2 separate regions of the Mus musculus genome follow, and region 2 is linked to region 1. Evidence: chromatin contacts called from public HiChIP or PLAC-seq data. All regions are on one chromosome and are shown on one strand. The core of a region is the stretch at or near the end of the contact, and the rest is flanking DNA. Distances in the headings are between cores, read along the strand shown. Region 1 holds the start of Tnc (tenascin C). Region 2 overlaps Gm31115 (a long non-coding RNA gene).

Region 1 (6,918 bases), core at 2,061-4,560:
GGCTACTTCTCGATCAGGGAAACAAACATCCAAACTGCTAGAAGGATCCATCTGACCCCAGTCAGAAAAGCTGTCCTGAAGAAAACAAAGTCCAACCAACAGTTATTGGCAAGGGTGTCTTTTGCTGCTAATGGGAATGTGAATTCAATTCACCCAATAACTATGAAAATCTCTGTGGAGGAAGTTCAATAGGTTGAAACTAGGGCTATGGCAGTTAGCCTGAAATATCGGAGTCAGTTTACTGTGGAGATTCTGGAGTAGCCACATTGATCATGGCACCACTCACAATCCATCTACCTGTCATCTGCAGACGAGAGGAGGAGGAGGAGGAGGAAGAGAAGGCACTAGATACACCCAGAGAAGTTTTATTCAGCCATAAAGAAAAATACAGCTACGCCATTTGCAGAAAAATAAACAGAACTGGAGATCACCTTGCTAAGTCAAATAAGCTAAACTCATGCAGGAAGACAAGCACTGCACGTTTCTCTTACATATGCAAATTAGGAGCGAGAAACAAGCAAATGGAGCAGGACAGTCAGGGGTATGGAGGGCAAGGGTAGGCAAGGCATTAGAAGACTGATTATCACAGTATTATGTGCACTATGGAAACAGCACAACAAATGCAATCACTCAGTATTATTACTCTATGTAAAGTATAAAGAGTCCAGGGGGACAGAACAGTGTCTAGTCTGAGCAGTCCTCCTCACTGTAAGGCTGAAGTATAGCTAGAATTATGATGTTTCTCAGCACTTTGGGAGAAAACTTTTTTTGTTAGTGAAAGGGTCTCTTGTTTGTTCTTGGAGGTTTTGGTTGGTTGGTTCTGTTTGTTTGTCTTCTAGAGAAGGTTTCAGTCTAGGCTGGCCCAGACTCATGCTGACTCCCAGGCTTGAACCTCTCAAATGCCATGATCACGACAGGATGAGCCTCCATAACCTGCTGAACATTCATTTTACAAGTAGATTGCAGTACAGCAGAGGCTGAACCTCCAGCCAAGGGGATAGCATGGGCTAGGCCGAGGCTCCTCACATATATGTAGCAGATGTGCAGCTTGGTCTTCACGTGGCCCCCCACCTCCTCACAACTGGAGCAGGGGCTGTCTCTGAATCTGTTTCTTGTCTGTGGATCCCACTCCTCTAGCTGGGCCACCTTGTCTGGCCTCCGTGGGAGAAAATTCACCTGCAGAGAGATTTGCTATGTCAGGGTGGGGTGACACCTAGGGCCTGGCCCCCTTCCCAGGTAAAAGGGATGGGGGAAATGGGGGAAAGAGCTGTAGGGCAGGCACTGGGAGGAGAGGGAGGCTGGATACTGGGATGTGGAGTGAATAAATAAATTAATGGAAAAAAAGATAGATCTCAGGTGTCATGTGACACATTTCTGTGACCACTGATGGTTATAGTCTTATGTGTCAGGATCACCATCCTCAGGGCCTCCCATCTGACTTCGCTTTCCAGTAATAGGTTAAGCAGTTTGTGGTAGCTGTGAATTCATGATTGACTATAGAACACTAAGAATTGTTGGGGACCAGGGATGTCAAGTCTGGAACATTCTTAGAAGCCCTATTAATCACACGGCTTTTAGCAGACTCTCTCAGCTTACCTTGTTCAGACATAAGAAAATGGTTACAAATAAATTGATTATATATTTATTGTATATAAACATAGCTCATAGGACACATGGAGTAAAGACATGTCTAACACTTTCTCTGCTAACTGAGAAGAGGTAGCCTGGGTCTGCTTAGGAAAGCCTAGAGGCGTGGAAGCATTCACTACTGGTGGAAAGACAGGCTTGTGCCACTGAAATATGTTTTGGCTAACACGCAGAATGAAAAAATTCCCAAAGCAACCAACATCTGAATCAGCCCAAATGGTTTAAAAGTTCAAATGAGTCGTTTTACGACATGACTATTTATGGCTGTTCCTGATGTCTGAGCGGTGTGTGTGTGTGTGTGTGTGGGGGGGGGGGGGATAGGGAACACTTAAGCAGGCAGTCTTCGAGTCCTGGAATCGGTGCCACCCTAGGGATAGCCTAATTTTGTCTTGCTTTATTCTCCCAGGGAGATTGAAACTAAATGTTATGAGAAAGGCTGAAGGATGGTATCAATCAGTAAGTGGATGGTTGAAATTTCCGATAATAGTTGTTAATTAAAACATCAGAAGTCTCTTCTAAATTACAGAACAAAGAGATGCATTTTCCACAGTCCAGCAAAGCAGCTGTGTCTGTTGTCATGGGTGACAGTTTCCTACTTAAGCATCACTCACTGTTTCTGGTCACCAATGTGTCATGGAGCCATGAATTCTAAGTGCTTCCCAGGCACAATTCCTTGATGGCATTAAACTGCTTCTCTAAATTGCAGGGTATAAGCACTGTCCCAAACAAGCCCAGAAGTACCGTGAGCTGAGCTTGGCCCCAGGTGCCTTGGGGATACTTTAACATGCTAAATGAGGACTTCAACCTAAATAGTGTTACCTTTTGAAATATATTAGTGCTTCTCTAAGAAAAAAAAAAAAAAGTCTTCACTCAGCACCTAGGTACACTGAGAGCTCAGGAGTACACCCTGAGCTAAGTACTACACCCTACTTAGTAGACCCTACTAAGTAGAAAGCACTTAGTATGTGGCATAAACAATGTCAAAAAGTGACTCCTGAGGGGACATTGGGATCTGGATAAAGATTCCTCCAGGCAGCTGGGCACCGCTGGGTCCTGCTTCAGAAAAGCTCACTTTTCTAAGCTCCCAGTATGGTTCCCACCTGCTGAGAACTAATCTTGGGTTATCTCCAAGCTGGCCAAGAGAAACCTGAACTGCCCCGGGCTTGCTCAACTCTCCTCGATCTCCTCTTTCCAGGAACTCAGGTTCAGCCCTCAGGCTTTCTCCGAGGTGCCACCCCGCAGCTGCTGCCCAGAGCCTGAGGGAACCCAGGTCGTGTTTCCAGCTTGCTCTAGTCCAGGAGCAGCGCCAGGATCCAGTTCCCTCATATCCCAGTTCCCAAGGCTTCTGTTTCACAATTAGAATACTCATTTGTGGAGCAATGCAAAAATCACACTTCACTAACAACTACTCTGCGGGGGCGGAGGGAGCTGAAATTCCTACTTTTTTTTTTCTTCACTATAAATTGTATGCAAATGGTCCGTTAGCTGGCGGCGCGCCTGGAGTGAGTGCGTCTTTCATGAGCTAACCCTGTTCCGCTGGGAGGGCTGTGCCTTTAACTCACCAACTGAAAAAAAAAAAAGTGGGAAAGGATGTCTGGAGGCGAGGCGTCCCATTACAGAGGAAGGAGCTCCCTATATAAGCCTGCCAAAGCTGGCTGCTCCGGCCACAGCCTGCCTACTGTCACGCGTCTCTCCCGCGCGCAGACACACACCCTAGCCTCTGGTGGGCACAGACAGTGGCTGGGAAGACGCTAGGGACCGCGCGCTTGGGAACTCGTTGTGGCTTAACCCAGGTACTTCTTCACGGAGCTGGTGCACCCAGAGACTTTGCTTTTCCCGACCTGGAAAAGGTGAGTCTGTTGATCCCATCACCCAGGATCTTTCTGGTGTGCTCCTGGCATTCCCGGTACCCAGTAAGATGTGGGTTTGTAACTATAAAACTTTTGTTTAATTTCCAAGCCCGGTGTGATCAGATGCGGCCCGATTATTCTGTGCTTGCCCTCCTGCGGTCATGTATTTGGTATGGATCTGTCAATAGTCAGAGGAACTCAGGGAACTTTTGGTAAAGTTTTGTCTCTGCCTTTCTTTGGAGGAAATGTCTTACTTTAACTCTTACCCTTTTACCTCGTTGATTCTCACCTGTGGATTTTCCCCTTTTGGAGCGTTAGAGAAGTTGCATTTTAAAGTGGCATTCACTCACAGCACTTGGGTGGGATGAGTACCACGTACCCGTAGTAGGGAGAACACAACCGTGCATCTACACAGTCTCAGCACTTGACAGTTTTCGTTCCCCTCTTGTCCCATTTGATCCTCAGTGTCCACTCTGGGGAAAGATAAGAGCTGGATACCAGAGCTAGGAGATGAGTTCTGGGCACGGATGAAAAGCCCACAGGCTGTAAGATGAAACTGGTGGGCACGTCTGTGGGTTCTTGAAGCAGGGTGCCATCCTCCTGATTCAGAGACCTCAGGTGGGGCATGTGTAGAAGGTTTGGAGGCATCTGAACCCCATATTGCTCCCAAATCGGCCTCCCTCCTGACACTTTATCCCAGAACCCCAGTAACATATTCCCTTCCCTGGTGAACTTTGGAAAGAGCACAGAGATTCCTCTATGCCATCGTTGTGACAGGGGGAATAAGAGGTTGGGGTTTGACCCTAGAAGTGGCTTGGGCATTCCCACTAGTGCCACTACAACATAAATGTGTCAGGAAAATATGTAACTTCTATGGACCTTAGTTTCCACTTCTCTAAAGTGGGGACAGCAGCTCCCCTTATAATGAGGAGCGAATGAGGAACAAAAAAGATCAAATCAGCAACTGGGCAATCTCTGTCATGGCCCAAAGCTGCCAACACCCTGGACGTGAAAAGCGGGGCCTCTTAACCCAGTTTTTCAGTGTGTCTGCTTACCCCCAAAGCCTCTGCCTTCTTATCTTGCCCAATCTGAGACAGCCTGCTAGCCTGGCACGTAGTGTTTTACAAGCAAGGGGTGTGTTGGCACCATTAGGAGAAAAGGTGGCAGCCTCGGGCTTGATGTGAATCTGGAGTTCTGACTCCAGAATGTCCTCAGGCATTTACAGGCTGAAGTGCTTGGCTATGGAGTGCTGTGTGGCTGGTGGTCTTTGGAATCAGATTCTTTGCCTCAGAGGATGAGCCAGACTGGGAGCTCTCTTTAAGAGTGAATGCCTCTTTTTCGTGTGTTTTCGTGGAATCTTTTTTTTTCTTTGTTTTATAGAGCTTTCCCTATATGCACCTTAGAAATGAAAGCTGCTCCCCACCCCACTGCCTTTCCTGAGATGCAACAAAGCTCACCAGGGCTGGTGAGAGGCATGCTCTGTCTAAATAAGCTGATGGAAAGTTCTCCTGTCCTATGAACCAAGGCTTTCGAAGGGCATGGGGGATGGGGGTAGTGTGCCTTGGCCTGGTACATTCCAAGAATGTGACCACATCTAGGGAAAGAAGGGGGTGCAGTGTGTGAATATTCTCTGGGTTACTCAAATGGGGTGAGCACGAGAGAGAGAGAGAGAGAGAGAGAGAGAGAGACAGAGACAGAGACAGAGACAGAGACAGAGACAGAGAGAATGGGTGAAGCCAAGCTTGGTAATCACCCACTCCCTCATTTGTTCAAAACACCTAGCTTCGCGCTCTTGGCCTCTCTTTCCCCTGTCTCAAGAGGTGACAAGGCTTCCATCCATCAGTTTTGTCACTCATACAAAGAGGGTGAGGAGTTACCTCTCCTGGGGCTCTGTGACATACACACCAGAAGAGTTCAATAGACAGAGGTGTTTCTGTTTACCTTGTTACTAGATCACAGATACTTTCAAGATTAATGTCCTAAACAAATGTTTGTCAAGTTTAACAATAGAAGCAGTTATTAATAAATTATGAACAACCCTCCTCCCTGAGTTTCTGACAGATAAAAATGAGGTTGCATGGGCTAACATGGGGTTAAGGGGTGCAAACACACTATTCATACCCCTGGAACATTTTTACCACATTGCAAACAATGGGACACACAGCTCCAGATCTCACAGCTAGGCAGTGCTTACTCAGATCAGTGTTCTGAAATCCAGCAGCTATGGGAGTAAGGACAGTTCCCCAAATGAAACAGGAGACAGGAATTTTAGAGGCTTAAGAAAGGTTGGTTACTTCAATCAATGTCAGTAATCACTATAGCCAGCATAGAATTAACCAGTGTATGAGCTATAGGCTCTTGATGCTTCCCTGGGCATCATGGTATCAAATGGCCACAGCAGGTCTCTGGAGCATGGGTGTACTTATAAGACAGAGAGACTCACAGAGCAGAGAGATTGGGTCTTGGAACTCAAGTGATAGGGCCAGAATCTAAGCTCATATCTTTCTTTGGAGGCTGTGCTTCTTTTCAACGTGTCAGCTTCTTGTATAGCCCTCAGAGGGAAAGCACTTCCCTTCTGACAAAATATGCCCCACCAGGCAGACTGTGGCCACCCATAAATACAGCAATAGCCTGATCATATAACCAGAATAGAATTTGGAAAGGGAACTCAGGCTGACAGAATGAAAAACATACTCCCTGAATCCTATCCGTTCTCATGTTCGCTGTGAACTAAAACCACCTCTCATCTCTCTTCCCGCAGTTTCATGAACTTACAAACTGGCTTTCACAAAGCATAAAGGCTCCTCCATACTGAGGCTGTATGGGTTTGAAAAGTAGAACTTGAGAAACAAATATTTAGTTGGTTCTCCATATACAGTTCCTCTATGGTAGTCAGACACTGACATAAAATAGCTAATAGTCAGGGATGAAGTGTGACACAGTGATGGGGAAGACTGTCTACTTAGTTTTCTAATACTGCAAATTATGAATCAACAGCTCCATTTAATAGATGGAGAAACTGAGGCTCAAGGAAGCTGAGTAGCTCAGCCCAGGATCTTCTCACAAGAGTCAGAACTGGCTGCAAACCCAAACTTTCTAAGTAAAACGCCACCGTTTTGTCTCTTGTGTCACGCTGCCTCTTGATGTCAGACTTGGCTACCCAAGTGCAGAACTGTGCACGGTGTCCTTTGGGGAATGGCCAGAAGAGCACACAAGACTCCAGCTGGCATTGGTGCCTCTTGATTTCACAGAGGAGCCCTGCAGCTATCGTTTTTCATGGTGCACAAGAAAGGTTAGCTGGTGGTAGTGCAACCCAATGCTTAGAAACGGAAACATTCCAATTTCAGCTGAGGGACAGGGTGAGTGAGGGAGAAAGGAGAGAGAGAGAGAGAGACAGAGACAGAGACACAGAGACAGAGAC
Region 2 (6,918 bases), core at 2,565-5,064, 150 kb before region 1:
TGGCATTGTCTCCAGGGCACCATCATGACTTTGCTCCTCACAATTTCTTTAAGAGCCCCAGGCATACCTGTAGCACACTGTTGTAGCTTGAATAAAAAGGGTCCCTATAGGCTGACAGTGGTTGGCCACTGTCTTAGTTAAGGTTTATATTTATGTGATAAAATACCATAACCAAAAGCTTTTTGAACAGAAAAGCATATTTATGCTTACATATCCAATTCGCAGTCCACCAGGAAGGTAAGTCATGGGAAAAACCCAAGGTAAGAATTGAAACAAAACCATGGAGGGGTGCTGCTTACTGGCTTACTCCATAAGGTTTGCTCAGGACCACTGTCTCAAGGGTGACACTAACAGCCATGAACTTGACCCTCCCACATCAATCACTAATTAAGAAAAGGGGATCCATCCTATAAACAACCACCAAACCCAGACACTATTCAACAAGATTGTACTGACAGGACCCTGATATAGCTCTCTCTTGTGAGGTTATGCCAGTACCTGGCAAATACAGAAGTGGATGCTCACAGTCATCTACTGTATGGAACACAGGACCCCCAATGAAAGAGCTAGTGAAAGTACCCAAGGAGCTGAAGGGGTCCGTAACCCTATAGGAGGAACAGCAATATGAACTTACCAGTACCTCCCCCTACCCCCAGAGCTGGTGTCTCTAGCTGCATATGTAGCAGAAGATGGCCTAGTCAGCTATCAATGGGAGGAGAAGCCCTTGGTCTTGCTAAGTTTATATGCCCCAGTACAGGGGAATGCCAGGGCCAGGAAGAGGGAACGGGTGGGTTGGGGAGCAGGGTGGGAAGGGGAGTATAGGGGACTTTTGGAGAAGAAACTAGGAAGGGGGATAGCATTTGAAAGGTAAATGAAGAGAATATCTAATTTAAAAAATTTAAATTAAAAAAAGGGAAAAAAATTTTTAAAAAAGAAAGAAAGAAAATGCCCACACAAGCCTGCTGACAAACCAATTTTATTGAGGTATTCTCAGAGTTGTTGTTGTTTCCTCTTCTCTGATGACTGTAGTTTGTCTCAAATTGACAAAAACAAAAGCAAGCAAGCAAGCAGAAACAAAAACCCCATCATAATCATCACAGTGTTTCCTTTCTTTCCTCTCAAAAGTCCCATCGTTGATCTCTCTTGAGATTGCATACTCCAGTGAGGGCTTAATAGTAATGGTGGAGAGGCAGACTCATCATAACAAACACTGGAAGTGAAGTCAGAGATGAATCCCAGACATTTACTCACTAGCTCTGCCTCCATAGAAGGATCATCTCATCTTGCCTTGTTAAAGCAAAGTGTGCTCATCTGGAAAACCAGGGTCAAATATCCAATGTCATTAGACATACTACCTATATATTCACCACTTCTACCATGAAAGTACTTCCATCATTAGCTAGTATCTAGTTGCCCAGATAATTATTAACACCCGTTCTCTTGAGAATGTAATAAGGCACAACCTTCTTCCTGGATTATTTCCTTCAAGCACATCTTTCCTTACTCTATAGACTGTAGGATGTAAAACCATGCCAGGAAATTTGGTGAGATGCAGCAGGTTGAGACCAAGAGACTCAGTGGGCACACACCTAAAGTTTAGGTAACTCCAGGCTCTGGGCCTGAAACATTTGCCACACTCTTCACATAAAGAAATATGTCCTTTGATATAGGCCCAAAACAGAGTTCTCCATGCTAATAAGGTACCTAGATGTCCAGAGGACTTAGCCAATAAGCTTCCCTTCATAGACATTCCTCCCTGAAAAATGTATTTACTCTCAGGTCTACCCTGAGAAGTGGGTACGGTAGGTTATACATCCATTTTCCATCATGAACAACCAATAAACTGTTTAGAACCATGGGCTGTCTCTTTCATCAATATCCACTGGGGGAGCCATGGAGAAGGCACTCTAACACAGCTTAATTCTCTTGTAGATGAATTTTCTGCACTCCCAGTCATAACCACCACCAAGCCTGCCTCTACCAAGCTAAGGATAATCACCAGTAGGACAAGCAGGCACTCCCCTTTCCCCCAGCCCCAGACTAGACCTGTCCCCAGCCTGTGGTCTACCTACACCATTGTTGGCTCTTGTAAAACTCCCAGCAATGCCTGTATGTCCAAGAGTCTGAGAATCCCACAGCCTCAGCCTTGTCACAGGCCCTGGGACCCCTAAACCACACTTTAGACTGTGATTTCCCACCCTGGAATTGTGTTTCCATACTTCCAAACAGCCCACCACCATCCCGGCAGCAGTGTGGGGTAGGCACAGTCAAACTGACCAGTAGCAGAGCAGACACAGTCAAACACTAGACATTTTTTAAGTTCTTCCCATTATTTTTATGTTTCATCAAAAAGCAAGATATGAGTCCAACATGCATGTTGTGATTGTACACCTTATCCAAATTTGACTCACATATTAGAAAATGCAGTATGCCAGTACCTTGTTGTGGTATTTCTCTAAAAATGTTCACATCCACAACCAAGTTGACAGTGTTTCTGGAAACTTAATGAAATATTTTTTTTTATTTTTCAAATACCACAATTTTGGAAATGCCACCTTGTTCAAAAGTTTTGCTTTTGAACCTACAGGGCGATGATATGCATACTACTTCTTCATCTTGATTAGGTAGTATAAGTTACTTCAGAATACTGAAGACGATATCAAGGATACACAGGTAATAGAATTCAGACCTGCATTCTTAGTCAGAACTTTCTACTGCCATGATGTTACCACATCAAAGGCTGATTACAGGATCAGCACATAAATAATAGTGATAATAATAAAAATGATGGCAGCTAATGTTTATTAACTATGAGATGCCAGAAAAGACATTAAACATACCTTAATGATTATTTCATTTTGTTCTTATGTTTGTACATATATTTTATGGCATGAGCCTGTTCTCTTAGAATTGTAAAGATAAAGAGATCTGGAAAGCTTAACGCACTGAGTTAACAAAATGAGTAAGTGGAAGAGTGGGAACTGCAAACTAGATTCATCAGGCGGCAAAGCAAGAGCCTCACAAAGTTTGCATGTTGAGTTTCCCCAGGGATAACCCCCAACAGGAATTTAGTCCCCTCCTTTTTGTTCCCACAGTACTGGGTATACCCCACTATTAGAGTGTTCAGTGTCTATATTATAGTTATTAGCTTAAATGCTTAGATTCTCAACGAGTCTACATGTCATTTGTGTGACATTCTGCATCTCTTATTTTTGCATTCTAATACCTGGCAGAATGACTTATGCACACTAGCATTGGTTCAAATTAACAAATCATAGGAAATATCTCTTGTATTTAAAATGAGTCATTGTCTCTTCACCTCCCAGAGAAGGACTGTCCATTTATAAATAAGGACAATTCTTATTCTTTGATGCCAAGCAATGCTCACAATTTTGTGTTCATGAGCCAGTACATGTGTGCAACTGGCAAGAAGCATTCTGGGAGAAGGCTACCCTATTATTACAAGACACTATTGAAAAGGGACCAAAGAAGAAAATTCCTACTGTCCTAACATGATCCAGCTGTAGCAGACAAGTTGTCATTACACCAACAGAAAGCTATTGCCTCTTGACTCAAAACTAACAAATTGGCCTGAAGTTACAGGATACAATCTACATTGCATATTGTTATGAACTCAAACTTCATTGTAAAAATGCACGCTATCTCTGCGTGGGGAAGCTGTCATTGTGTCACAGCACCAGGTATGCAATCAGCGTCTGATGGGCAGGTTGCCAGGATGGCCATCTGTGTTGTGCTTGGTTGCTAGGGCACAAACAAGGATCTGTGTAGGATCTTGTTTTCACCCCAGCCACAAAAGCCTGGAGCAGTGACAAAGGCAGCTCAAAGTGCTACAGCATCAAGGAAATGTATATATTTTGCTTAATTTGTGGAAGTGCTACAGAAGGCAGCTCAGAAAACCAGGACTTGGATCTGGGCTCTGCAACTAAAGGTTCCAACATAGATTCTTGCTTTTCTGAAAATACTAAATCCCTATGGGCATATATAGAGATTCTAAGATCCTATCACATCAACAGTATATTAAATACTTATAGATACTATGCAGACTAACATCTAGATCCTTTAACATTTATAAATTATTGGAATGTAGACTGAAAGGACATTGCCAAATGCTTCTTACACAAATAACTTCTTAGAGTAACTACAAAGCAAACAGTTCTAATATTTAAAGTTATCTTCTTTTGTTTTAGTTTTTAGTAATTAATCTACATAAGGAAATGTGAATTCTGATAGCAGATGAGGTTAAACATGACAAAACCATAAAGGTGGAACAATATGGCTAGGAGAAGAGACATGAGTAGGGTGTGGGACAGTCATAGTAGACTAATACAAATGGTTAACTAAAGCAAGAATCTTTTATTATGAACTTTATAATGAAAATTATTCCATTTATGTCGGCCACATGAATCAAGATAAATAGTTTTTAACCTACCCTCAGGGTATTAGGCACTACGTAGATATTGTAGATTCAAAGACAAAGAAGAAAGTGTCTTTGCACAGTCTAGCCAGAGACACACTTGGACAATAAGCAATTTCGATGTAGGCTGATATTTATAGCAATGTGAAGTCATCTAGAAGCCAGAGAAAGAAACCAAGACTACCTAGGAGGAAATAGGCAAAGGAGTCTTCACAGCAGACATGAATTCCAGTTTAAGTCGTAAAGCCCAAGAAAAACATCACAGTGAGGCCATTCCAGGCAAAAGAAAAAGAGTATGGAAAGCTGGAAAACCTGACAGAAAAAAAATATGGGTTCATTTTCTCTACTTCAAATGCAAACAAGTTGTCTTTTAAAAGTTCTGCATTTCATGAGTGAGAGATTGGAATGTTCAATGTGCAATTCTGAGCTGGCTAATTTTCTTTATACTGTATCATATCACACCAGAAAGCTCGGCAAAGTATGTCAATTAATGGTATATCAAGGTTATTATTAACACACTAAGCACAGAGTACTTACTGATCATCAAAAGAAGGGTTAGGAAGATCTGCCTCTTTATGGTCAGATCCCCAATTGTGTGTAACATCATGACACATCTTTCTTTGAAGCCCCTGGTACATAGGTAGCAGAGGGCTGCCCTGCCTGGCCTCAGTGAGAAAGGATTAGGTTTTGCCTAATCCTGTTGAGAACTGATGCCCCAGAGTAGGAAGATATGGCGGGTGGGGGGGGGTGGGTGGAGAAGAACCCTCTCAGAGGTGAAGGGGAGGGGGGATTGGGGAAAGAACACTTTGGCAGGGGACCGGAAGGGGGCAGCATTTTGGATTTAAATAAATAAAATAATTATAATTAATGAAAGCATTTAAAATGTAAAAAAAAAAATGTTAACTGTAATTCCCAATACAGCTTTCCATAGATTTCCATAAAGACTCCTCTATGGATTTCCACCAGTTTGTACATTGAACATATAACCACATTTCTCAAAATCGAGGACAATGGAAACCTTCTGTCCTTGGAGAAATTTTTTTTCAAGAATGAGGCAGAAAGAATACATGTGAACCCTTGATCCTGAGTGCTGGCATTGGTTAACAAAGTCCGCAGTTAGGGCATATACAACTGGGAAGTGTTTCATAATACCCTCACTTAGTGAGGATGTTTCAATGGATCAGGGAGGAGAAATAGGTCCTACAAGAGCTCCCCTTCTGACCCATATTTAAATGTGAGCATCCAAAATATATTCACACAAATTTTCTACATTCAGCTCTTCAAATAACAAAGATGATGTGAAATAGCATAGCTAATTATGTTCTCCCTATCTTAACAGTGACTCTCCTAAATCAGAGCAGGTACAGATGGCTGGCTGGAGATAAGAATAGGTTACCTGTGAGAATATGAAGGAAAGTTGTTGGCTTATGCAAGAAAAGACTTAGGGAGAAAAATAATAGCTATGGTTGCTCTAGAAAAGGGACTATTTTCAGCTTGAGGAAAGAATTCTAAAACAGGATTCTACCTGAGGTGTGTTATGATTAAAGTAGAAAAAACAACGACGACTAAGAGTTTTAGACAGACAGCATGAATTAAACCTCCATTTATCTTATCAGTTGACATGACTCTATTTGGTAGGTAAAACAAAAACCATAAAGGTGGGGCATCAAGGAGAGGTTCAATAAGACCAGGTGTAATCTTAACACTCCACTTGTCTCAACTTCCCTTATCAAAATGAGGTCCATCAGATGCTGAGTGAATTACTCTAAGGACTAGAAAAAAAGTGGCTCTAGCAATTGGAAAGAAGAAACGATGTGTTAACTAAATACTGATCTTCACATAGAGTGCAGATCAACTGATAATGACATTTCATTGTTTAATGGGAGATAGGTTTGATGACCACTGTGTCTTTATGGAATGTTATTTTCCATTTTTATTTTGTTTGTTTTGTTTTGTTTGTTTGAAGTATAAGCGAGTATTCTATCACACAAGCAGACACAAGGTACAATATATGTTATCATATCCAAAGGTTTTTATTATATTGTACCTGTTAAGTTTCAAACCTAGGTTAAGAGGTTGAGGTGCCTATTTAACAAATCAAACCAGACCTGGCCTCCAGGTTCTCCTAGCATCCCTTAGTTCCTACCTATTATAGGATATGGCGGGCATACCCTGTCCTTTTCCCTGAACTCTCCAGCTGAGCAACCCTTCTTCCAGAGGCTCTTTCCAGTATGATCCAGACATGTTGGCTACCTGCCCTTATTTGCTTTTTTTGTACTTTTGTCCACCTTGCTGCTATACTTGGTTCCCTCCCTTCCCTTCCCTTCCACATCTCCCGTATACTTCAGTGCCTTGACCACTCTGAACTTTCCTTATATGTCTGCCTCTAGCTATGCTCTCACCTATCTAAAATAAATGTCTCTTTCACCATTCCTAGAAGCAACCATGTCCTTTCCTGACTTTTCTATTTCTTTTCTTTATTT

What was found. HiChIP or PLAC-seq counts read pairs in DNA pulled down with a chosen protein or histone mark.
Region 2: an H3K4me3 HiChIP or PLAC-seq map of neural progenitor cells shows a contact between it and region 1, with 20 read pairs. The contact joins the enhancer-like site here to the promoter of Tnc in region 1. A contact is called at or near these places in 1 of 39 promoter capture datasets (neural stem cells), 1 of 484 Hi-C or Micro-C datasets (stem cell-derived neural stem cells), 2 of 115 datasets of contacts at active chromatin or transcription factors (astrocytes and neural progenitor cells) and 2 of 9 other capture datasets (macrophages and pancreatic islet).

Annotation. Positions count from the first base shown.
Region 1 is chr4:64,043,328-64,050,245 of GRCm38.p6, reverse strand. It overlaps Tnc (tenascin C), which reads left to right and starts at 3,310. Exons shown (of 27, transcript NM_001369211.1): 1 at 3,310-3,497. All of the region lies in intron 4 of 8030451A03Rik (a long non-coding RNA gene), which reads right to left.
Region 2 is chr4:64,197,192-64,204,109 of GRCm38.p6, reverse strand. All of the region lies in intron 1 of Gm31115 (a long non-coding RNA gene), which reads right to left. Among named protein-coding and RNA genes, the nearest start is that of Gm31115, 46 kb to the right of the region's middle. Within about 2 kb of position 3,814, at least 21 of the 459 cell types and tissues checked have an H3K27ac peak or open chromatin away from gene starts, as enhancers often do. A contact at or near this core is called in neural progenitor cells, neural stem cells and stem cell-derived neural stem cells, where this site is marked.